Linked DNA regions of Sus scrofa: regions 1 and 3 are each linked to region 2. The links are chromatin contacts, called in public Hi-C maps. All regions are on one chromosome and are shown on one strand. Each heading gives the region's core, a stretch centred on a gene start, on an enhancer-like site or on the middle of the called end of the contact. The rest is flanking DNA. Distances are from core to core; before and after follow the strand shown. Region 1 has its middle 64 kb from the start of GADD45G. Region 2 has its middle 270 kb from the start of GADD45G. Region 3 has its middle 370 kb from the start of DIRAS2.

The links. Hi-C and Micro-C count contacts between places; a contact is called where the count stands out from the background.
Region 1: a contact with region 2 is called in a Hi-C map of liver, with 1.9 times the contacts expected there. The contact joins two enhancer-like sites. A contact is called at or near these places in 1 of 47 Hi-C or Micro-C datasets (liver) and 1 of 2 datasets of contacts at active chromatin or transcription factors (skeletal muscle).
Region 3: a Hi-C map of liver shows a contact between it and region 2, with 6 times the contacts expected there. The contact joins two enhancer-like sites. A contact is called at or near these places in 1 of 5 promoter capture datasets (liver) and 1 of 47 Hi-C or Micro-C datasets (liver).

The regions. Positions count from the first base shown.
Region 1 is chr14:1,228,229-1,230,928 of Sscrofa11.1, forward strand. No RefSeq gene overlaps it. Among named protein-coding and RNA genes, the nearest start is that of GADD45G, 64 kb to the left of the region's middle. Within about 2 kb of position 1,388, at least 2 of the 83 cell types and tissues checked have an H3K27ac peak or open chromatin away from gene starts, as enhancers often do. A contact at or near this core is called in liver, where this site is marked.
Region 2 is chr14:1,435,403-1,438,304 of Sscrofa11.1, forward strand. No RefSeq gene overlaps it. Among named protein-coding and RNA genes, the nearest start is that of GADD45G, 270 kb to the left of the region's middle. Within about 2 kb of position 1,604, at least 12 of the 83 cell types and tissues checked have an H3K27ac peak or open chromatin away from gene starts, as enhancers often do. A contact at or near this core is called in liver, where this site is marked.
Region 3 is chr14:1,601,841-1,604,614 of Sscrofa11.1, forward strand. No RefSeq gene overlaps it. Among named protein-coding and RNA genes, the nearest start is that of DIRAS2, 370 kb to the right of the region's middle. Within about 2 kb of position 1,456, at least 8 of the 83 cell types and tissues checked have an H3K27ac peak or open chromatin away from gene starts, as enhancers often do. A contact at or near this core is called in liver, where this site is marked.

The sequences.
Region 1 (2,700 bases), core at 138-2,637, 210 kb before region 2:
ATGGTGGGAGGAGAAGTGAGAAATGGGCCCTCGGGGCCTCCCTAGGGCTTCAGAAGGAAATCATGCAGATTCCCGGAGCACTTCCTGCCTGTCCGGGGCCCTCTCTCTTAGAGGTGAGGGCCTTATGCTCCAGAAGCAGTAGGCTGGTCTTCAACAACCACCCGGCGTGGGGGACTGTTTCCTCGTGGCAGATATGAGCGGACCCGGTTTCTTTGTCGACTCCACAACTGGCTTTGAGAAGCATTCCAGGAGAGGTTCCAACACTGTTTGGAATAAAACCCTGGAAGAAAGCAGGGCCCTCTCCGGAGACCCTGGCTTTGGTGTGTACGTTCTGGCAGGTTTGGTGAACAATGGTGAAGAAACAGGCCTGTTCATTATAGTCCAGATGTGTCCCTGTTCTGGAGGATTCTGAGTCGAGCACCGTGGGGTCCAACAGACAGTTGTCCTGGGGAAACCTGGTATGAAGGGGGTCTGTGCATCTGTGTGTGTGTGCATGTGTGCACACGCATGGAATTCCTGTGGGTGTATGGGTGGGAGCGTGCACCTGTGTTGGCGTGCGTGATTGTGTGTGTGTGCGTGTGTGTGCGCGCGCGTGCGTATCTGGAAGGTCATCAGAGGGCTGGGGTGAGGAAGGCAGGCCCCCGGGGGCCCTTGGCAGCCAGGCAATGAGTCAGCAGGAGTCCCTAGACCCAGCTCTGGCCCCAAGGCTTTGGGAGCCTCCATCCTTGTCTTCTTGGGTCTTCCCTCCAGCCTATGGCCACATCCCCTGCTCAGTTTGAAAGACAGGTTGGAGCAAGAGTTCCCGTTGTGGCTCAGTGGTAATGAACCCGACTAGTATCCTCGAGGACAAGGCTTTGAACCCTGGCCCCACACAGTGGGTTAAAGATTCGGTGTTCCCATGGGATGTGATGCAGGTGGCAGATGTGGCTCAGATCTTGTGTGGCTGTGGCTCTGGCGCTGGTCGGCAGCTACAGCTCTGATTTGACCCCTAGCCTGGGAACCTCCATATGCCATGGGTGCAGCCCTAAAAAGAAAAAAAGAGCGTCCATGAAATACAGGTTGGAGCAAATATGATGTGACATGTTCCTGAGTCCCAGTTTTCAGCACCCCCTTGCTCAAGTAGGGCCAAGCACACCCAGCCAGTGGCCAGGAAACGAGGCTGCACTGCGACCCCTGCCTTCCTGGGCACTGGGTCCATTCTCTGCACCACAAGAGCAAAATGCATTACATTTTGTAGTGAAACTAAGTGGGGTAAGTCAAGCCTCACATCCATTTGCTGAGGTTGAACTTTGCTTGCAAATGAAAAAACTTGCAGTTCTCAGAGCCTGTTGGATTTTGAGTGACTGATAAGGAATTACAGATCTGCAAAAATAAACAGACCCCGGTGACACAACTAGACTTGAAAGTCAGACCTGGGTTTTGCCAGCACGCAGTCTGTGCGTGTCTGTGAGTGTGTGTGTGCATGCACGTGCGTGCGTGCACTTCCTCTGTGCCTTAGGATGGTAGTGGGGTCAAAAGTCACCCTAGATTAGCCCCTTCCTCGGGGCCCACTCCTGCTTAAAGTGGCCCATCTGCTGCCCCATGGCTGCGGCAGCAGATGGCCCCTTGCCCTTGGGCGGGAAGGGTTGGGGGTGGGGAGGCCTGAGCTGAGCTCTCAGCTCCCAGGCCGACAGCCCCCTCCTCTTTGTCACCCCATCTCTCAATAGCACCTGAAATGCTCAGTAGCTGGTGGGAGGGGACCTGGAGGGGGCAGGCGCCTCAGGTGGGGGGTGAGGGGGACCTGGGGACACTATGTGGCTGTTCTCAGGGAAGAAGAGCACGGAGAGCCTGGGGCCAGAGGGCAGGTGGTTCAGCCCTTTGACAGTCTGGAGGCGGGGTGGTGATGGGGTGCCTGAGAGGACAGCGGGGACAGGGAAGGGTGTGGATCAGAGGTGACCCTGTGCCTGATTCACTTAGCAAAACACTGCCCACTGAAGTGCCAGGTTTTAGAATAAGTCTGTGAGGGAGCTGTCAGTGTCTGGGGTTAGGGATGGAGTGGTTCCCCTGTCACAGTGTCATGCTGTGCTTGTCCCCCCTGTGGGGGCTTCAGACTACTTTCCCTTCTTTAGCAGAGCACTGCGGCCCTGGCTGAACCTCTTGGGCTCTGGTTGCAGCTGCTTTTCGTGACAGGACATCCTCGAGGGACAAGCCACCTTCTATGCAGGGCTGGTGGGGTGAGGGCTGTGTGACGTCACCAGGGATGCTGGCCCCGCAGGGGCTGGCCGGACCTGCACCCTGAGGGTGTTGCATGGAGTCTGACATGGCGGGGGACAGCCCATGGTCCTGGCTGGAGGGGCCACCCAGGTCTTGAGGTATGGTCCCGTGAGTCTGAGATTGAGTTTCCTGCACCCCCAGACAGAAGGAGCCGAGAGATAAGTTCATTTAAACAAACATAGTTCGAGGTGGTATTTTTGCACACACTTAGGCACATCTTAAGCCCCACTTGTAGAACATTTAACCCACTCTGGAGAGGCGCCTGGGGTTGGATGGTCATCTCAGGGGCTGCCTTTGAGGGAAAAGCTCTGGGTCTGTGACTCCCTTGTGAGGACAGGAGAAATTCTGAGAGGGGAGTTCCCTACTCGAAAGATTCAGTGGCTGGCTTCAAAGGTCTAGAAACTCTTTATCATGGCTTCTTTTTCTAGCTGGAGATTAAAAAGAGAA
Region 2 (2,902 bases), core at 354-2,853:
TGCAGGAAGCCCCTTGCCCGTAGCAGTCCTTGCACTGAGACCTTGACCCCAGGAGGACTCCCACAGAACACTCAGCACCGCCCTGGAATTTGGGGCAGGCCTCCAGGAGCTTGGAGCAGAGCTTCTCAGACTTTCCTGGACACTGAGACGCCCAGGGCCCTGGGAACATGCAGCTTCTGACTCAGAGGGTCTGAGAGCAGTGATGCTGATGCTGTGCTCTGGAAGCTCTGGTGGGAAATAAGACCTGGTAACAAATGATGACCATGTGTGTTTATACACAGATTAATCAGCTCACACACAGGAGCATCCCCAAGCCGAAAGGTGGAATTTAAAGGCCCATCAATCAGGGAACCCCGTGGTCCCACAAATGAGGCAGGCTCACAACCCAAATCCCTGAGCTCTTACCGGATCCCAGCACCCTCCCCAGTCCACCCGGATTTCTTGCCTCTCTCCGTCTGGAAGCCCGTTGGGGGGTCAGACGCAGCTTCCCCCTCTGGCTTGAAGGCTGTGTGGGAACCACCCTGCCCAGCCTGGCCAGGAACTTTCCCGCCACACCTCCTGTTTCCGCAGGGCTATTTTTAGAAGCCTATTTTTAACATGTTTGAAGTTCACACTGACTTCACCGCCTAATTGGAAAGGTCCCCTCCCTGGAATTGTCTGCCTTCCCCTCCACCCTGTGGACTCTACAGAGTTGAGATGGATGATCAAATATTCCTGGCTGGGGCCACGTGTCAGCGTCCGTTCCCTCCAAGGCCCAGGGGAGGTGGCACTGGAGCCCAGTCCCAGGCCAGGTCTGGTGTGGGCCAGGTCTCCGTTCTCTCTTTCGTATCCCACTTGTGTGGACCCCTCAGGCACGCAGGCCCTGAGGAGGACAATGGACCCCAACCCAGAGTCTCAGACTGAGTAGACTTGGGGTAGAGCCTAGGATTCATACGAAGATTGATGCTGGAGGTCTGGGGTCCAGGCTTTGAGAGCCACTGGTCTGTACCCAAGGGTGTCAGAATCTGCTGGGAAAATGCCAGGTCTGCCAGCAGCTACAGGCCACCTCTTTGTCTTCTGGGAGAGCAGAGTGTGGACTGTGGTTCTTGAGATGCCTGAGGTCCAGTCTCCTCTCTGTCCTTTTCTGGGTGATGATGGCATGTCACTTAATTCCATTAAACCTCAGTTTTCCAATCTGTAAAATGGGTTAACGTTTCTTATCTCATAGTAGTGTGTTCTCACAGGGACCAGTGGGCCTCCTGGTGTGCTCTCTGGGGATCTGTCTTGACCCCAGCATCAGCCAAATGTAGCTCCTTGGGGCAGAGCCACCAAAGGTGCTGGTTGCGAGCCCTTTGGCTGTGTGCCCCTGAGCTTTGCCTGGACCACTCTGAGCTGGGTTTTGGTTTGTGAAATGGGCAGAAATACCTCTCAGTGCGGACCCTGCTGCTTAGAGGTGCCTGGAGGTGGTAAATTGAGTGAATGCCTGGCCGGGGTGGTGGGGTGTTCTCTGGGACCTTGTGGCATTAATCCTGTGAGGGCTCAAGAGGCCCCATGTCCCCATCCTGATGCATCGGCTTGGCAGTGCCAAGTCCGGCCTGAAAGCTCTCCAGACCTCTGGGAATACGTCCTGCAGAATTCACTGGCCTGAACGCTGACCCGGAGGTGCCAGTTCAGAAGAACCACCTGAGTTTGCCTTGGCACGCGGGCAGCTTGGGTTTGCTTTGCCTCCGCCGGGCTCCCTGCGGTCGCCTGCTGACACCCCCGTTTTCTGGAACTTGGCATTTCCGGCCTGGCACTGCTTTCCTTCCTTCTCCCACTCCTGTGTAAACAGCAGGGCAGCTGGAGAGTGACTGCTTCTCCCACTGGTGCATCGTCTGCAGCCCCTGACACCCATCCTTCTCTCAGGAAGCTGCTGAGGGACGGAGGCCACGTGCAGTGCAAGGTCCACAGCTTCCCACCAGTCCTGCCTCCTGCCGAGGGCTTTCCCGGAACACTCTCCTCCCGTCCCCCACCCCCTCCCCTCCGGGAAGCCGCTGGCAGAGGGATCCGGGCAGTGAGGCCAGGTAGGAAAGCCACACCTCGAGTCATCCAACTCCACACAGACCTAGTGAGAACGGGCACATGGGGCCGCCGCTCTCATCCTCAGTGTGGGGAGAAAGTGGAGCCAGGAGTGAAAGTGTCTCCTCCCCAGAGTGAGGCAGCCCAGGGGTGGGTCTTTGGAGTGGCTGAATTCTCTAATGATAAGGCTACACCAGACAGCGATGTTTGGGCACGTTGTCCCATTTGCTGTATAAACCCTGGAGTCTGAGTTCCCAGGGCCCTGCACTCTCACTTCTGGCTGCCAACTTTCTGCCAGGACTTGAACATGACCTCCGTCAATCCCAGGCTTCCTTGGGTTTACATTGCAAACAGGGGCCTCCGGGAGCCATCTGTGTCTAGAGGGACACAGCCAGGCCAGGTCCCAGCCCTGGGGAACCCAGGAGGCTGCCGCTTGCAGAGTCCCCAAGGCTTTGCCCAGCTCTGCACCTGTCCAGGGAGAATACCCATGGGACCAGGGGGTCCTTCCCTGTGCTGGGGATCCTGCTTCTAATGGAAACCCTTCCCTCTTCTATGTTCTGCAAATGTAGAGAAAAACTCCTGAGGGGTTTCCACGCAGATCTTTTTCTGAACCCTACTCTTGAATTTCTTTTGTCTTTTTCTATTAAGAAGCAGCCAGCAGCCCCAAGAGTCGTGCTGCCTGCAAAGTTCTCTTACCTCCGAGAGACTCAGATTTTTATTTAAGAACCCCAGTTCAGGAGTTCTTGTCGTGGCTCAGCAGGTTAATGTTGTGGCTCAGCAGGTTAAGAACCCGACTAGTATCCATGAGGATGAGGGTTCAATTCCTGGCACCGTTCAGTGGGTTAAGGATCTGGTGTTGCTGTGA
Region 3 (2,774 bases), core at 206-2,705, 170 kb after region 2:
AGATTTGATGTCTCAAAGTCTTTCAGCTAGACCACTGTTGCGACCTCCGGTGGCCAGTTCTCTAAGGCGCCCTGTGGTTCCTAAAGTCCTTAACCCCTCAGGCACAAGACTTGAATTCTGCATCTCAGTCTCCTCCTTTCAGACCAGGCCTCAGGTTCTCCAAGTCCCATTTCAATTTATCCCATTATTTTGCTTTGCGACAAGTTCGGGTGGTCTGGAGCTGGGCATGCCTTACCCTAGGCGGGCTGCAGGGGGTGCTGTCTTGTGGCTCACCTTTCCTTTGTCCTTGTCCTTCCCCTTCTTCCCTTACTTAGGGTTGTAACCAAAGACACACCTGCACGGGCACACATGCATACATGCACAAGCACACACACACACACACACACACATGCATAGACACACAGACACATACATATGCACATATTCATACATACATACATACACACACAGATGTATACACACAGGCACACAGACTATACAGAGAGACATGTGCACGTACATACACACATGTACACGCATACATGTACCCATGTATACCTATATGCAGACATATATACATCATTTGAAAAGAGACACCTAGGAAAATGATGGTCCTGTAAAGACAGGAAGGATTGAAGGGAAGCAGTCACAAACCAAAGAGAAGCTGAGCACACTGGAAGCTGGGAGAGGCAGGAAGGATTTTTCCCTAGAGTCTCCAGAGGATACATAACCCCAATGACAGCCTTATTCGAGACTTCTGGCCCCCAGAACTGTGCGACGATAAATTTCTGTTGTTTTATGCCACCCGGTTTGTGATACTTTGTTCTGACAGCCCTAGGAAGCTAAGTATAGACTCAAAAACAAAGCGGTAATGATCAACCAGTAAATGAGGTCCATTATCCAGATGACCCAGAAAATGCAGGGCTAAAATTGGAGAATCTGATAACAGGCACCTGGGAATGAAGCTCTTACTCAGACACATTAAACCAAGCAGGAGCTGATCCACAAGCTGGGAGGAGATATAGCAAGAATCAACTGGGTTATGCAACAGAAAACGCCTCTGGGTTCTGGAAAACATAAGGTCTTGCAGCGGTTTGAGAGGGTTCTTATTATGGGCTTGCTGGCAAAAAGCATCAGGCAATGCCACGGACTGTGGTTCGGCTGGAGCCACTGGGGGAATAGCAGGAGCCGGCTCTGGGAAGGACTGGGGCTGCCTGCCAGGGCTGGACAGGGAGTGAGGCGGGTGGGGGCTGGGGACAGCTTGGAGAATGAGAGCATTGCAAAGGCAGGGAGCCAGAAAAGGTTGAAGCCAATGATCTTGAAGAGCTACTTGTTGGCTGATATTAAAAAAAAAAAAAATCTATATCCAGAGTCATCCATTTTTATTCCAAAGTATATACTCTGGATTAATATAACTCGTTATATCTTTCCCTGTAGATGTCACTGCAGGGAGGCCCTAGCAGATGGCCCTGGAGGAAGACACTGGGCAGCTGAGGGCTGTGCAAATGCAGAGGCTCCAGAAGGGCAACCAGAAGACCTGGGTTTCAGTTGGATAAACCTGGCTTCAGCAACCTCAGTCCTGAGGCTCTAACTCGAACCCTAACCCTAACCCAAACATAGCTCTTCTTAAAAACAGGCCCTTTGATTCATATTTCCTTATGAAAGGACATTTTGTCTTCTGTTTTCTCTCAGTGTTTGGTGCTCTGGGTTTAAGCTGGTGTCATTAGTTGCTGAATCCCATGCTCAGAGGGCGTGGATCACTGGACACCTTTGGATGTATTCGCCTGTGTGTCACTGCAGGCTGATCTTGGGCAAGGATTCACATAGAATGCACGCCTTCTACCCAGGTGAAAGGTCCCTTGCACCACAGAGAGGAACAAAGAGGATTGCCTGGTCTTGACTAGCCTGCTGAGCTGCTTACCTAGAAGAAGCTTCAGTACGAGACTTATCTTGATGAAGAAGATGCCAGCTTCTGTGCCCTCTCCCGCATGGATCCTCATAGAGAAAACTCGCTGGTGTTTGCCAGGCTGATAGGGGACTCTCAGCCCAGACAGGCAGGTGCCCTGAGTTGCTTGGCATACTTTTGCTCAGCTCCCCCTAACCTGACCTTTTGTGGCTTAGTTCATATCTCCATCTGTAAGGTTTAAGGCTACAGACGGTAAATAAATAAACAGATGCTCCGTTCCCGCCCATAAACGCCCCTATCTCTCCCACCATCTTGTACAAACTCCCACTGACTCTCCTTTGTATTCTTTCCCAGCTCATCTCTGACATGCAGGACCCTGAAATCAGAAAAACTTTTGATCCAGATCCTGCCATAAAGATAAAAAAAAAATGTTAATCTCCATGTTTATAGAGATTATCTGTTCTGTTCTATATTTCATCCTGGTAAAAATTATCAGTGCTATTTATAAATTCTGCAGGAAAAATGAGTCACTGGCTAATTGAGGAGGTGCTTTAAGACCATGAAAACAGTAGGTAAAGATTTTGATGCCAGATTAAAAAAAGAGACTTTCAGATCCTCTTAAAATATTATGTGTTTGCCATGACAGTAAATGCCTACTGTTATTTTGCTTCCAGCTCCCTGATACCAGCAGCTGTGCAGCTATAAGTGCTTTACTTCAATCCTTTGTGCCTCAATTTCTTCGTAATTAAATTTTGAATAAAACCATGGCAATAATTGAACATGGCTCTGGTAAGAAAAGATGAGATGACACAGTCACTCCTCTGGGGAGCCACAGAAACAGTGCTCAATTAATTAACAACTTTCCCTTATGCAAACAATAGGTTTACTC